3 separate regions of the Sus scrofa genome follow, and regions 1 and 3 are each linked to region 2. The links are chromatin contacts, called in public Hi-C and promoter capture Hi-C maps. All regions are on one chromosome and are shown on one strand. Each heading gives the region's core, a stretch centred on a gene start, on an enhancer-like site or on the middle of the called end of the contact. The rest is flanking DNA. Distances are from core to core; before and after follow the strand shown. Region 1 overlaps COL18A1 (collagen alpha-1(XVIII) chain). Region 2 holds the start of POFUT2 (GDP-fucose protein O-fucosyltransferase 2). Region 3 overlaps COL18A1 (collagen alpha-1(XVIII) chain).

The links. Promoter capture Hi-C pulls out the DNA fragments that hold promoters and counts their contacts. A called contact is a pair of places that touch in the nucleus more often than the background predicts.
Region 1: a contact with region 2 is called in a promoter capture Hi-C map of fetal liver, with 3 times the contacts expected there. The contact joins the enhancer-like site here to the promoter of POFUT2 in region 2. A contact is called at or near these places in 3 of 5 promoter capture datasets (fetal liver, fetal skeletal muscle and liver), 13 of 47 Hi-C or Micro-C datasets (adipose tissue, embryonic fibroblasts, epiblast stem cells and 8 more) and 1 of 2 datasets of contacts at active chromatin or transcription factors (skeletal muscle).
Region 3: a contact with region 2 is called in a Hi-C map of omental adipose tissue, with 1.8 times the contacts expected there. The contact joins the enhancer-like site here to the promoter of POFUT2 in region 2. A contact is called at or near these places in 5 of 5 promoter capture datasets (fetal liver, fetal skeletal muscle, liver and 1 more), 8 of 47 Hi-C or Micro-C datasets (4-cell embryo, adipose tissue, blood and 3 more) and 1 of 2 datasets of contacts at active chromatin or transcription factors (skeletal muscle).

Annotation. Positions count from the first base shown.
Region 1 is chr13:207,923,495-207,927,926 of Sscrofa11.1, reverse strand. All of the region lies in intron 2 of COL18A1 (collagen alpha-1(XVIII) chain), which reads right to left. Among named protein-coding and RNA genes, the nearest start is that of COL18A1, 18 kb to the right of the region's middle. Within about 2 kb of position 2,811, at least 20 of the 83 cell types and tissues checked have an H3K27ac peak or open chromatin away from gene starts, as enhancers often do. A contact at or near this core is called in epiblast stem cells, fetal liver and omental adipose tissue, where this site is marked.
Region 2 is chr13:207,816,240-207,820,982 of Sscrofa11.1, reverse strand. It overlaps POFUT2 (GDP-fucose protein O-fucosyltransferase 2), which reads left to right and starts at 2,845. Exons shown (of 9, transcript XM_021071525.1): 1 at 2,845-3,025; 2 at 4,590-4,743. The coding sequence starts at 2,895.
Region 3 is chr13:207,943,556-207,948,139 of Sscrofa11.1, reverse strand. All of the region lies in intron 2 of COL18A1 (collagen alpha-1(XVIII) chain), which reads right to left. Among named protein-coding and RNA genes, the nearest start is that of COL18A1, 38 kb to the right of the region's middle. Within about 2 kb of position 2,314, at least 4 of the 83 cell types and tissues checked have an H3K27ac peak or open chromatin away from gene starts, as enhancers often do. A contact at or near this core is called in liver and omental adipose tissue, where this site is marked.

The sequences.
Region 1 (4,432 bases), core at 1,562-4,061, 110 kb before region 2:
TAACAGCCCTTCTTGTTCCAGATAAAAGTTGAGAATGGCTGTTCCATGAAGCTCTGAACCCTGGGAACGGGGTCGGCGGCAGGTGGGAAGGTGAGCTCCGATTCACGGTGAGCGGCTGGGGCGGGGGCACAGCCTCCTCGTGCACCTGCCTCGCGGCTCCCACGCCCCCCGCTGGCGGCGGCCTCCCCGCCACATCCCGCCGAGGACCAGGGGCACCGCCCGTGTCCCCCGGGGCCCCTGCCCAAGAGGTCACTTCTCAAACCAGGTCCTCACCGTGTGGCCCAAGGTAAAAGCAGTGTCACCAAAGAGGTGACAGCCAGCACGGGGCCCGCAGGCCTGACTACAGAGGCTTCTCCCTCGGGGGTGCTTCTTCAAGGGCCCCACACCATCCGGGCTGCCCCGAGCACCCCGACGCCCCGCGTGTCCCCAGAAAACCTCTGGGGCTGGACCCTGCCTGCCCGACTCACCCCACCCCACCCGACAGGACCTTAACCTGCAGCCTGTCCGTGTCCCACAGACCAGCACAGCCTCCATCTGTCTAGACGGCTGCTCAAAGGCCCCGGGGTCAGCCCACACAGGTCAAGGTCAGGACGGCCCACACCAGGGCAAGGCCAGCGCTGCCCAGAGATGGGCGGCCTGCTGGGGTCCAGAGGCCAGGACCCTCCAGGACCTCTGGGCAGGATGAGGCGGAGCCCCGATCGCCATCCCAGCTGCCAGCCTGCCCCTCAGACACAAGGTGTGGGGTGGGAAGGGCCGAGGCAGAAGGGCCGGGCCGCCAACCCGCCTCCCCCTCCTCTGGGCCTGTCTCAGGGCAGACACATCCTCACCCCTGGCCCGTCAGACGGGAGAAGCCCTGGTCTCGGAGCTGAGAGCAGTGGTTCCCGGAGCGCCCACACCTGTGCCTGCAAGGGGGTTCCTGCGTCCTGCTCCCCAAGGCCGGGGTCAAAGAGCAGAAAGGCTGCCACGCCCCCCAGGGTCCCTGGCGAGGCCGGCCCCTGTCCCTCAGCGGCCCCCCCCAGCGCCCCCACAACAGCCTCCTCAGGCCCACCCCCGCACGCCCCCTTCCCCGCCGCCCAGGTGTGAGAGAAACTGAGTCACAGAGCGGGTCCAGGGCTGGTCACCAACACAAGGACACATCCAGAGAATGGGACCTGGTGGGGTCCCCCAAAGTTACCGCAAACCTGCTCTCCCCGACAGGCCTCTCCCGGGGGTACAGCCTGGGACCAGGTCTGTGGGATAAGCCTGCATCCAGCCCGGTCGCCTGCAGAGGCCTGGGGGTTCCGGGCCCTCTGAGCGCCCCCGCCAACACCTCCGGAAGCAGCCCAGCCGCTGCCCGGGGCCCCCACTGCCCGGGGCTCCCGCTGAGCTCCCAGCTCCCTTGGGAAGCACACGGCCCCCCGGGCACACCTGGCGGGAGGGAGGCGCCTCGTTATTTGAAAGTCCGTTCAGAACGTACCTACAAAAGACAGGGCTTTTCCCTCATTCGAAAGATGGAACACCGCGCCCCCGTCCCCTCAGCCGCGCTTCCTACTGACATGGGACAAGCGCAGCCTGCGTCTGTCTCCACGTTCTGCTCCGAGCCCCGGAAGGTCAGAAGAAATCAAAGAGTCTGTGACCCCTTTCAAAACGAAACTGCTGTTATTTTCTTTGGCTAAACTGTTCAGTCAAGTTTCAAAGAGGATTAACATCTGTGCTCGCTGCTGTTTTTCTCTAGAACCTTCTGGCCTTTTCTCATGCGGTCGTTGCGGGAGGGGGCCGGGCCCGCGGGGGCTTCTTGGGAGCCCATCACTGCACATCGGACTCCGCTCTGGAGGTGGGGCGGGGGCCGAGGGGCCAGGCCAGCCTGTGCAGTTTCCACCCACAGAGCGGTGGGAGGGCGACACTGCATCCGTGGGCGGGGGGCACCTGAGCCGGCCCTGCATCACGTCCTCACACCTCTCAGCACGGAGCCCGGGCGTGGGGGGGTGGTCACAGGCGACCTGCTCCGGGGCCCGTGGGGAAGGATGCAGCCCAGGAGCCTGGAGGCGGCTGCAGCGGACCCTGGGGGAGCCCCCCTGGGAGAGCCCACCTAGGGAGCCCTCAGGCAGGCAGCTCTCGGCCAGGCTCATAAGAGGGGCCTCCCCAGAGTCCTGGCGCCAGCCTGCCTGCCCGTCCCTGGGGCTCCAGCCCCGCAGGACATCCCTGTGGTCGTGTCCCCCGGGCCAGGGCGAGAAGCAGAGCAGGCCCCTGGGCCCTTGGTAGCCTTTGTTCCACTCGACCCTGAGAGCAACGTGCCGGGACCGGTGGGTCCCCAAGGCCTCTGTCCGTGCCTCCTGCCGGGCCCCACAGGGCCAGCCGGGCCCCACGTGGGCGGCTCTCCCCTCCCCTTCCTCCAAAGTCCACCCCAGCCCTGGCCCTGCAGGCGCTGCCCTAGTCCTGGGCCAGGGTCCGAAAGAGTCTCTAGTAACAGACACTGAAGCTCAGGGGCAGCCGGGGACCCCGTGGGGATCTCGGCGAGAATCCTGTCGGCTTCAGCCAGGTGCCCAGCCAACTCCTGGGGCCCTGAGAACATGGCCAGCCTGGGAACCCCCATCAGAATGGGCCTCCTCCCGCACCCGTGCCATCCCCACCTGGCCTCCACGGCGCAGTGGGTCCCTCCCCGCCCCCAGGCCACGGCAGAATGGGTCGCTGCATGTGTGCAGCAGGCGCTGGGGGGGCTGTGAACGCCCCCAGCCCTGGGCCCCAGCAAGAGCTCTGCTCTGTCTCAGGCCCCCCTCCCAGGCTGCCTGACAGCCCAGATAAGCTGCTGCGAATGGAATGTGACCTCCCTCTGGGGTGTCAGGCCCCAGCTTTGCAAATAAATCACCTGGAAGACAAATGACAGTGCCTGACAGTCCCCGGGTCCCTGCGGGTCCACTCGGTCCCGTCTGTTCCTCTGATCCCTGCCTTGGTCCCCATGCCGCCCGGCTGACCCACTGGGTGGGTGACCGGGCGGCAGAGCCTCGTGACCCCGGCTTCCAGAGCCAGCCAGTGTCCGCTGACCTGCCGCCTCGTCGAAAGGGCCGGGCTGGGGCCTCTGCCTGAGGCCATAAAAGTTCTCCCCATGTGGTCTCTGCCTAGAAGTAAAAGCAAATTCACCCGCCAGAGCACGAGACCTGAGGCCAGGACCGCGTCTCCGCATTCCTGGGCTTCCAGCCGCGCAGGCAGCCACCCACCCACTGTCTCCATCTGCCTTTGTAACCGGACCCGGGGTCACCAGGAGCGCCCCGGCCTGCCCCTTCTGCACCTGGCACAGGCCCCAGTGCCCCTCCCCAGCACCCAGGCAGGTGGCTGCCTGCCCTGAGGGGGAGCAGAGAGACCAGAGTTCCACCTGCTCAGAACTCTAGCCCATACCCCGCTTCATGGCCACAGTGCTCCCTGCACGTGGCAGCTGCCTGGACGCGACAAGCAGGGTGGCAGGGCCCTCTTTAGGATCAGGGAGGGGACGGGGGGTGGCTGTCGGGGGGGGGTCACAGGCAGCCTCCCGGGGCCAGGCCCTGGGAGAAGGGGAGGGGGCACCAGCAGCAGAGGCCACAAAGCCGTGGTGACACGGCTCACAAAAGACTGCGGATGGGGGAACCAGGCCAGTGGGTAGAGACACCCAGCAGTGCATCAGGCTGGACAGATGCCGTGGGTGGGGCTCTGCGATGCACCTGCCCCTGTCCTCGGCCGCCTCACCAGGCGGAGGATCCTGGGGGACCGCTCGGGGCCAGGTCCTCGGCTCAGAGCCTAAAGCAGAGGAAGGTGCTCCAGCCCATCCGGGGACAGGAGGGGAGAAGAGGAGCCTCCCCGGAGGCAGCTCCAGCCCGCAGAGTCTGCTGTGGGCGCAGAGGCTGCACAAACGAGTGGACGGGGGGCGCCGTGAACGAACAGACCCCCGGGCCGGCCCCGCATGCCAGGAGCCTCCTGCCAGCCCGCTCTGCCTTCGTCCCGCACAGCCACCATCCTTCCCCCGAGTGCGGCGTGAGCAGAGAGCAGCGCCCTCCATTCCGGCCGAGGGTCAGCAGACAGGCCGCTGCCCGGGATGCTGGTCACACCCCTTCCCGCAGGACTCCGACGACGAGGACCTTGGGATACGACGGGGGACCACGTTTAGGGAAAGCCACAGCCCGAGTCCAGAGACGGCGCGGCTTCAGAGAGAATGTCTCTTCCAAGCGAAAGGACCTCCCCGGAGCATCAGGAAGCCATTGAAATAAGCCAGGAAGCACAGACACTCAACTTCGTGGCTGAGCCTGGAAAACATGAAGTCGGTGAGAGAAGCCAGACCACGGGACACACACCGCGGCGTCTATCCGCCCAAACATCCGAGCCGGTGAGCCCAGAGGCAGGAAGCAGCTGAGTGGGAGCCGGGCGGGTGCGGGGGAGCGACGCCCGCGGGGAGTCGTTCCCAGGCGGAACGTCCGACGTCCTGATG
Region 2 (4,743 bases), core at 1,596-4,095:
TCGGGCTCTCCTGTTCCTGGACCTCTTTCATCTGGGGAATGCCTCCAGAAGAAACAATGGTGGAAGATCAGAGAGGGCACCTAGACCTCCCGGAACGAACAGCACGGTTGTGGGGGGCAGTCATGCTGGCCTGGGGTCTGGAGCAGCATGTGCCACCATAGGGCTATCATGGGCTCTGTCCCAGCTGGAGCACCCAGCCCCTAACCCCAGCAGGAGGACCGAGGCCCCACTGGGGTCTTGCTCCCCTATTGGGGAGCCAGGCCCTTTGATTGTGGGGCACTTTGTGACTCTCTCTCAAAACAGCTTTGACTTTGCTTGGGGTCTCACCAGCTCCAGGGCAACAGAAAACGTCTAGCTTATACCGCTTTGCACTCAAATCTTTTCAAAAGGCGAATGTTTGCCCACAAGAATCCCACCTGCTCTTCCAAAGTGACAGAAACACCCAGCAGTGTGGGCGGTCACTCCTGGGCAGTGACGGAGGACAGTGACCAGCTGTCCTTGGCCACGTGCGGCCCGGCGTGGCTGCAGCGAGGGGCCTGCAGGGACCCCATCGTGAGGGCTCCCTGCAGGGATAGAGGAAAGGACCTTCCTTTCCTGGGGCGCTGCATGCAGGTCCCCGGCCTACAGAGAACGTGTAGGTCCGTAAGGGCGTAACTTCAGCCAGAAGGTGCCTTGGCCAAGGAGTGGGGGGTGTGGGTTTTGTTCGTGTTCCTGGAAAGGGGACTTCCAGGGGCCAGGGTGGCACAGGGCAGGCATTCTGGACCTCCCAGGGTCCCTCATGGGGGTTTTCCCCAGGCCAGGAGGCCGAGGGGGCCTTAGGGCCTGGTCCGCAGTGAGGGTACAAGTGCAGAGGTTGGTTCCGGTCTTCAGGGGGCCTCCAGTACCCCCATCACAGAGGGAAGCCCTGGCAGGAGGGTGGCCGCACTGGCTGGAGTGGCGGGGACCCTGCGGTGTCGAGGACTGTGCTGCCTCATGCTGAGGGGGTCAGCTGAGACAAGGACCCTTGATGGTGGTTTCATGTGTCATGTGGCTGGACTAACGGTGTCTAGACAGCTGGTAAAGCAGTGTTTCTGGGTGTGCCCTGTGGGTGTTTGTAGAAGAGTTGAGTGTGTGACTCTCTAGGGGAGCAAAAACCACTCTGTCCTCGGGGGCCGGGGCGGAGGGGGGCTCATCCAATCATTAGGAGCAGAGCAGGAAGGAGGAGGAAGGGCGAATCCACTCTTTCTTCCCAAGCTGGGACCTCAGAGCTCCTGGTTCTGGAGCCTCTGGACTCCGAGGGAATCTTACGGCAGCTCTCGGGTCTCGGGCTCGCAGCGGCAGGCCCCCAGGACCCCGGGAGCCCCTCCCTGTAACACCTCTCATCTGTCTGTCCCCCGAGTCCCGCTGCTTTGGAGAAGCCTGACCGCTGCAGAGCCCAGGTGGGGTGTCAGTGTGGCCTTTTCCCGGCTCCCACGGTGGCACAAGCTAGACACTGGAGAGGAGAGGGTGCCGGCTCCCAGTTCCACTTGGCTCGTGGGAGGGGCAGTCCTCAGGAGTACGTGCGCTTTGACTTGCTCTCAGGTGAACACATAGGGATGAAACGGCTGCCTCCGGGGCAGGTGTGAGTCTCACTGTACGAGAAGCTGTAGGAGCATTTCTGAGGTGATGTGTGTGGATACCTTGCTGACGGCGTACCGGGTCCCAGCTGAGCCTCGGCTCGACGCCGGGGGTTGTCAGCGTCGCGTGTGACCATTCTGCCCAGCAAACAGTGGGACCTTGCTGTGGTTTTCATTTCCATTTCTCTAATGATGCCAGGCACCCTCCCAGGTGGACGGTGGCAAACACGCTTGGTCCCAGACACCTCCGAGCGAAAAAGGCTTGGACGGCAAAGACAGCCAATAATTCCACCTTGCCTGAGCCTTCACTTCATGGCAGCGAGGGGCTGGCCGCAGCCACCCTGCCTCAGAGACTGAGGTTTCAAACCAGGAGCTACAAAGGCCCCATCGTCCTAACAGGTCAGGTACAGTTCTTGGCCCCAGGCAGGAGCCACCAGGAGCTCCGACCTCTCAGAGATAGTGCCCAGTGCGGGCACAGGTCTGTGGGGCACTCCTGGGAATGGGGCGCAGTGAAGGGCGGGGAGAGGGCCCCCTGCTGTGGAAGGAGAGATCCTGAGGACAACCGCTCAGCCCGCCCCGACCAAGGGACACACACCATCCCACCCCATCCCCCAAATGTCCCAGGCTCGCCGCCCGCTCTGCCCTCCTCGCGCTGTGAGACTGCGCCCAGCCCAGCATCGGGTACCCCCGCCCTGACGGCCTCCTGCCACACCTACCTCTTGGGAGAGACCCAGTCATCTCAGAAACTGCCCAGCAGCGCTAATTCAAGGCCCGCGGCGGGCCAGGCGGATCTGCGACCCAGGTACCCCACCTGGCCAGCCGTGAGGGTCTGAGGTCAGTCCCCTGGCTTGCCCGCCCCCAGGCCACACGCTGACAGTGTTCGCACCTGGTGCGGAGGCGGAGGCAGCGGAGCCCAGGAGGAGCCCGGCTTGGCGGGCAGGTGAGGGTGTCGGCGCCTAGACACCTGGCCCCGCCCCAGACACGCCCCGGGCACGCCCCCAGGCTCCAGCCCGCTCCCTCCGGCTCCAGCTCCGCCCCAGCTGCCTCAGGGCAACCTGCCCCGAGGACGTCCTAGAGCCCCGCCCATAGGTAGGCCACGCCCATCTGTCCCGCCCCTCGTCCCGCCCCTGCTCCCCTCGCAAGTTCTGCCCCAGGAGCTTCCGGACGCGGAGTCACACAAGACGCATGCGCTGGGCGGGCTCCGGAGCGTTGCCGTGGCTACAGGTGACGCTACGCTAGAGCGCGGGCTGCGCTTCCGGGGCGGGGCGCGGTCGCCGGAAGTGTGTGGCCGCCGGGGCCATGGCGGCGCTCAGCGTCGTCTGCCTGCTCCTCGGGGCAGCGTCCTGGCCGCCCGTCGCAGCCTCGGGCGAGGAGTTCTGGCCGGGCCAGTCGGCAGCCGACATCTTGTCGGGGGCGGCGTCCCGCAGACGGTAAACGCGCGTCCGCGCCCTCTGCGGGGCTGGGGGGCTGGGACCGGATTGGGGGTGGCGGCCGGCGGTAGGGGCGGGGCTGGGAGCGGAGCGGAGGGGCCGGCCTGGGGCAGAGGATCCTACAGATAAACAAGGCTTGGCTTTCTTAAGAACCACCCATTCGAATATCCGGTTCTCGGGCTCCTCAAACCCCGGGCAAGGCCCGCATCACCTAACAGGGGCCCACGGCCTGCGCTTCCTGGGGCTCCGGGAGGTCCCGGCTGCCGGGGCTACCTTGGCTCGCGCCCCCCGCCTGGGAGCCCGACGGGGAGCGGAGGCCGATCCATCCAGATGTTGGTTGTTTTCGTAGATAAGTCTCAGGAATGAGAAACAAGCCTCTGGGTCGTTCAGCGGTTACTGAGGGCTTGACCCAAACCAGACCGCTGGATGCGGGGTGTAGAGATGGTGAATGGGCCCCTTCGTCTCGGTGTTGGCAGGCTTGGGGGGTTAGAGCCCCAAGCCGAGGATTACCAAGCAGCCTCATCTGCAGGAGCAGAGATTGTGGGAAGAACTAATGCAGAGAAGGGAGGGGGGCGGACAGAAGCCGAGGACCCCTGCCTGGGTTTTGTAGAGGGGTCTTGCTTTGGATAGGGCAGCAGTTCTCCAAGTGTGTCCAAGGACCCCCAGCTGCCAGGCCTTAGAAACACCAGGTTGCTGTCTGTTCTTTTGCCCACATTCCCTCTTGAGTTTACTGTGGGGTTTTTCCAGAGACCATCAGGCCTGTGATACACAGGGGATGCAGAAGCAGGCAGGAAAATCCAGCTGTCACCAGACCAAAGAAATTTGCAAAAACTGAAAACATTGCTACTCTTCTTACTAGTAGGAAAATACACAGGCGTTCTCACTGTGGCTTGGGGTAATGAACTGGATTAGTATCCATGAGGATGCAGGTTTGATCCCTGGCCCCACTCAGTGGGTTAAGGATCTGGCTGTTGCCGTGAGCTGTGGTGCAGGTCGAAGCCACCTCTCCCATCTGGTGTTGCTGTGGCTGTGGTGTAGGCCTGCAGCTGCAGCTCCAATTAGATTCCTGGCCTGGGAACTTCCATATGCTGCAGGTGTGGCTCTTTTAAAAAAAGAAAAAAAGAAAAAAAAATACGCTTATTTTTCATTTGGAAATTCTAATGATAACAGGTGGTAGGCTTATTATCGTTACTTTTAAGGAAATTCGTAAATACTTTTGAGAATTCTTTAGCTTCTAATACAGGAATCAACAGGTTTAACCCACATAAACAACGTCCTGGGGTCCTCAGTCATTGTTAAGAGTGTGCAGGGGTCTGACGACCAAGAAGGTTGAGGACCCCGGAGTACAGGTGCTCAGGCTCTAGGCGCTGAGACTCCCCTGCGCTTAGCTGTGACCATTGCTGTGGTTAAAGGGGTGCTGAGATGTCTTCTGCGCCTGCTTAACGGGTCCCCTAGAAATGGGTGGGTAGCTGCCTCCACTTTCCAGACCAGAAACCACTAGCCTTGTGTGGGTGGGGGGTGGGGGGTCTTCTGTGCGGAGCCCTGACCCGCTCTTCCCTGCCAGGTACCTTCTGTACGATGTGAACCCCCCGGAGGGCTTCAACCTCCGCAGAGACGTCTACATCCGAGTCGCCTCCCTCCTGAAGACGCTGCTCAAAACCGAGGAGTGGGTGCTGGTCCTGCCCCCCTGGGGCCGCCTCTACCACTGGCAGAGCCCC
Region 3 (4,584 bases), core at 1,065-3,564, 130 kb before region 2:
ACAAACCGCTCACATCAGCAGCCCCCCCAGAGAAGAAGTACTTACTCACATTCACCCCAGGCACAAACGCGACCCCTGGACAGGCCCTACATGAGCAAAACGACACTGTTCCGACAAAAGAAATCAGAGAATAAATAAACGCGAGGGGGCTCCATGTTCGTAACTAGGAGATTCGATGCTGTCAAAATGCCGGCTCTTCCCACTTGACGTGCTGAGTCAACGCAATCCCAGCAGAAACGCCAGCACTTTGCTACCGCAGGAAAAGCCCCGCCGGCTGCCTCGGTCCCGAAGGAGAAGAACGACGTCGGACTTCGACACCACCCGCCTTCAAGGCCCGGCGTGAGGCTACGGTGAACAAGGCGGTGTGGAGACAGAGCGGATAAACCGACCAGCAGAACAGAAGAGAGAGCCCAGAAACGGACCCACGCGAGTGTAGTTAACCCATCTTTAGTTAAGAAGCAAAGGCACTGCAACGGGGGAAACAGACTCTCCAACAAATGGTGCTGGAACAACCGGACGCTACATGCAAAAAAAAAAAAAAGGAAGAAGAAGACTCTCAACACGGACCTCATGCCCTTAACAAAACTCACTCACAGTGGATCCCAGGCCTACACGTAGCCTGGGAAACTGCAAACCTCCCCAAAGACAACGTGGGGAAGCCACTCATGGCCCTGGGTTTGGGAATGACTTTTGAGATACAGCACCACAGGCACGATCCTTGAGGGAACCGAAGCTGGACTCCCCGACATGGAAACTTCTGTTCCCCAGAAGGCACTGTTAAGAGAATGAGAAGACGAGCCACAGATTGGGAGAAAAATGTGCCGAGCACGAATCCGATGAAGGACCGTGACCCAAACACACAAGCCACACCTGAAACCCGACAATGAGATGAAAATATGGACAAAACTCCCCAGAGAAGAAGACAGACGGCAAATCGGCCCAGGAGAAGACAAATGATGACAACGACGGCAGAGCCCGCTGCACGGCTCAGCACGGCCCGCAGCCCGACGGTGACGAGGACGAGCGCCGGGGCGGCGGGACCTCTGCCACGGCTGGGCCCCGGAGCCGCGCCGCCGCCGCTCTGGGAGACGGTCTGGTGGCTTCTCACGAAACGCCCCCTGCTCTTCCCGGGGAACCCAGCGGCCAGGTTCCACGGGGTTATCGAGGGCTGGAAACTGTGTTCCTACGAAAAGCTGCACGTCTAACAGCCACCTTACTCACAGCTGCCAAAGCCTGGACGCCACGAGATGTCCCTCAGGAGGACCAACCCTGGTCCCTCCCGACAGGGACGCGAGTCGGCGCGAAAGAGAACCGCGCGATCAGGTCCCGAGCAGCCCGGGGGAGCCCGGGCCGCGCGCTCCCGGGGAAGGAAGCCGGGCGAACCGACTCCAGACTGTCTGAGTCCAGCTGTCGGACCCTCTGGAAAAGGCCCAACTGTGGGGACGGCGGAGGGACCCGCGTTTGCCGGGAACCGGGGTGGGGAGGGATGAGCAGGGGGAGCCCAGAGGACTTGCGGGGCAGTGACGAGGCCCCACTACACGTGGGTACGAGTCATCGGATCCCCAGACTGGGCAACCCCGACGGCGAGCCCTGGGCTTTGGGTCGGGGTGACTGTGACGAGTCGACGCAGGCTCGTCATCACCACGGAGGACCGTCTGCGGAGCCGCGGCAGTGGGGAGGCGGGGGGACACAGGAACTCTCTGTACCTTCCCCCGAGTCCGCTGTGAACCCGAAACTGCCCTAAAAAATAACCCTTTAAAAAAAATCTGGCACATGATAAAAAAAAAATAAGCAAACATTACAACACTATCATGAGATAAAACGGAAGATGAAAGCCACTAAGTGGGACAAAGGGGATGGTAATTTGGACGGGCCACTAGACGGGGTGTGCAGGCCCCCCCTGCACCCCATGCCTGCGGAGGGGGGTCCTCGTCCTCGACAGCGGCCCTGGCCTCCCCCCGCCATGGTTCCGTGACGACGGAACGAAAGCACCTCAGTGGGAAACCGATGGGGTGTCTAATCCATCCCCGGCCCTTTGTCACCTGAGGCCACCGCCCCGTCAGGACAGGACCCCGGCCTCGACGCACGGAGAAAAGGCTGAGAACAGACCTCTCGGGCCTGGGGAGCATCCCAGTACCTGGAGAGGCCACCCCACCCCGCGGACACCTCGACCCAATTACAACGTGCAAATCTGCGTGCGCGTGTCCACCCGGACCCAGTCACAGGCGCGGGGAGCGTTTCTGACGAGCGAGGAGAGGAAGTACCCACGGGCCTCCCGGGAGCCTCTGAAGGAAGCGGTGCCCTCCCACGGGGGCAGCGGGCATCAGTGGTTAACGCAGGCTGAAGGGACCGGGCAGGGAGCAGGCACGGTTGCCGACACTGTGCAGGAGGAGAGGAGCTTCCGGGTACACAGCGAGGTCCCCGTCCGCACAGTAAGGGTGGCAGGGAAACGCACACGCGGGCGCACAGGTGCACGCCCGACGCGCAACCGCGGCAAAACCACAGGCCCCACAGAGGTCTGTCCCCCAGCATGTGGGACCTGAGGGTCCCGTTACTCTGCAAAGGGACCCTCGCAGGGGGGAGGAGGCCAGCCAGTGTAGCCCACCCCAGGCACAGAACCTCTCCCGGTCAGAGAGCCAGCCAGACATGGCAGCTCCAGGAGGCCAGGAGGCAGGGCCAAGGAATGCAGAAGCCTCCAGAAGCTGGGAAGGCAGGAGCCTCCAGAGGCTGGGAAGGGAGAAGCCTCAGAGGCTGGGAAGGCAGGAGCCTCCAGAAGCTGGGAAGGGAGATGCAGAGTCTCCCCTAGAGCCCCAGGAGCCTCACAGCCCTTCATATACCTTGTTTTGGGCCTAGAAAAGCTGATTTTGGAATCTGGCTCCAAAGGTAATACATTTGTGTTGACTTGAGGCCCCGAGTTTGTGGTTATCTGTCCCAGTGGCCGCAGGACACCCCTGCACATCTTTGCAGATCCACAGCGAGGGGCCGGGGAGCTCCCAAGCGGCCGGGTCCTCGCTGAGTGTGTGTGCACTCTGGAGGAACGGTTAACCCAGGGGAGAAGCAGGGAGGATGAGATGACAGCAGAGTGGCCCTCAGGGGCTGAGAGTGGCAGGTGCAGGCAGCCCCAGGGCCACCCCTGCAGGTGTGCAGGTTGCATCAGAGCACTGGCCACTCTGCACAATCTCTCCTCAGGTCCGAGGCCTCTGTCTGCAGAACCTCTGCCCGTGACCTCACCCCGGTCCCTCTGACCCCAGCTCCCTCCCCACTCTCAGGTGAACGGCCCCGTCGGCCCACCCAAGGACGGGACGTGCGCTGGCTCTCACTCCCTGTTCCTCTGGGGCAAGAGACCCTGCACTGGATCCCCAGCAGTGCGCTGCTCCCCACAGCACCGCGGCCTGGGGACACACCTGCAGGGACGGGGGGTGGCCAGGCCTGCCCAGCTGGGGGCCCAGCCCGACAGGGACACAGAGGGAGCTGGCGGGGCCTGGGCGGCTGCCCTGCCCTCTCCCTACCGGGCACGGCACAGGTCTCCCTCTGGGCCACCTCTCCATGGCCGTATGTCCCCCCAGCCGCGTGCCAGCCCCAGCCCCTCCTCCCCTGCCTGGGTGGGGGCGGAAGGAAGCAGATGGGGGGAGCACTGGGAATGGGGGGGATGGGGCTGAGGCCGCAGGCTGCTGTGCCAGGACCAGGGGGCCTGTCCGCACGCCCCCCCCCCCAGCCTACCGTGAGGGGAGTGGGCCCGACTCTGCCCCGGGTCCGTCACACGCTGCAGGACACTCTGAGAGGGGGGATGGAAGCAGTAGTGCCACGGGGTGGGGGGAGCCTCTGCAGGCAGTTCTAGGAAGGAAGCGACCCCTCCTCCAAGAAGATGCCCCACCCCCACCCCAGGAACTTCACTAGCCGGAGACAGCTGCACCCCAACTCGCCCCCCACCCTGCGGCCACCTGCACCTGCCTCAGCACATGGTGGGAGGGCGTGTCCAGTGCAGCACAAGGTGCCAGCGGTGGGTGGTTCCCCCCTGAGGTCCCCCCCAGAGGCCAGAGAAGCCCTGGGCCTGTGGGACCTTCCCCAGCCAGGCCACACCCAGCGGGGTCCCCGCTGTGACAAACATCTGAGCCAGATGACACAAGAATCCCTGGACTTCTGCTGGGAACACAGCCTCCCTCACAGGCTGGGGCCCTGCCAATGTGTGCAGATGTCCAGTGAGCTGTCCCCTCCAGGCCACTCCGCTGACCAGGCCAGCTGTGGTCAGGGAAATTCCACAGCCCACGCGGCCCAGCCTGGGCCTTGCGGGCAGGAGAGCCCTCCTGCGCCCGCCCCCAGCCCCGTGCCCAGCCGTGGCTGCGCCTCCTCCCAGAGGCGAGCTGCCTGGGGTCCAGCGGCAGGGCGTGTGTGTCCAAGGCCTGGGCGGGCAGGAGGGGTGAGGAGGAGGGAGAGGAGGCGGACCGTGCCGGGACGGCCTGGTGCTCCTCCGCGGGGGACCCTCCCGGCACGACACTTCCCTGCGGCTGCCCCTGCCCCACGCGCTCGAGGCGGCCGGGGCGAGGAGGCCCAGCCAGCGGTGGCGGGTGGGCACGCTGTGCAGAG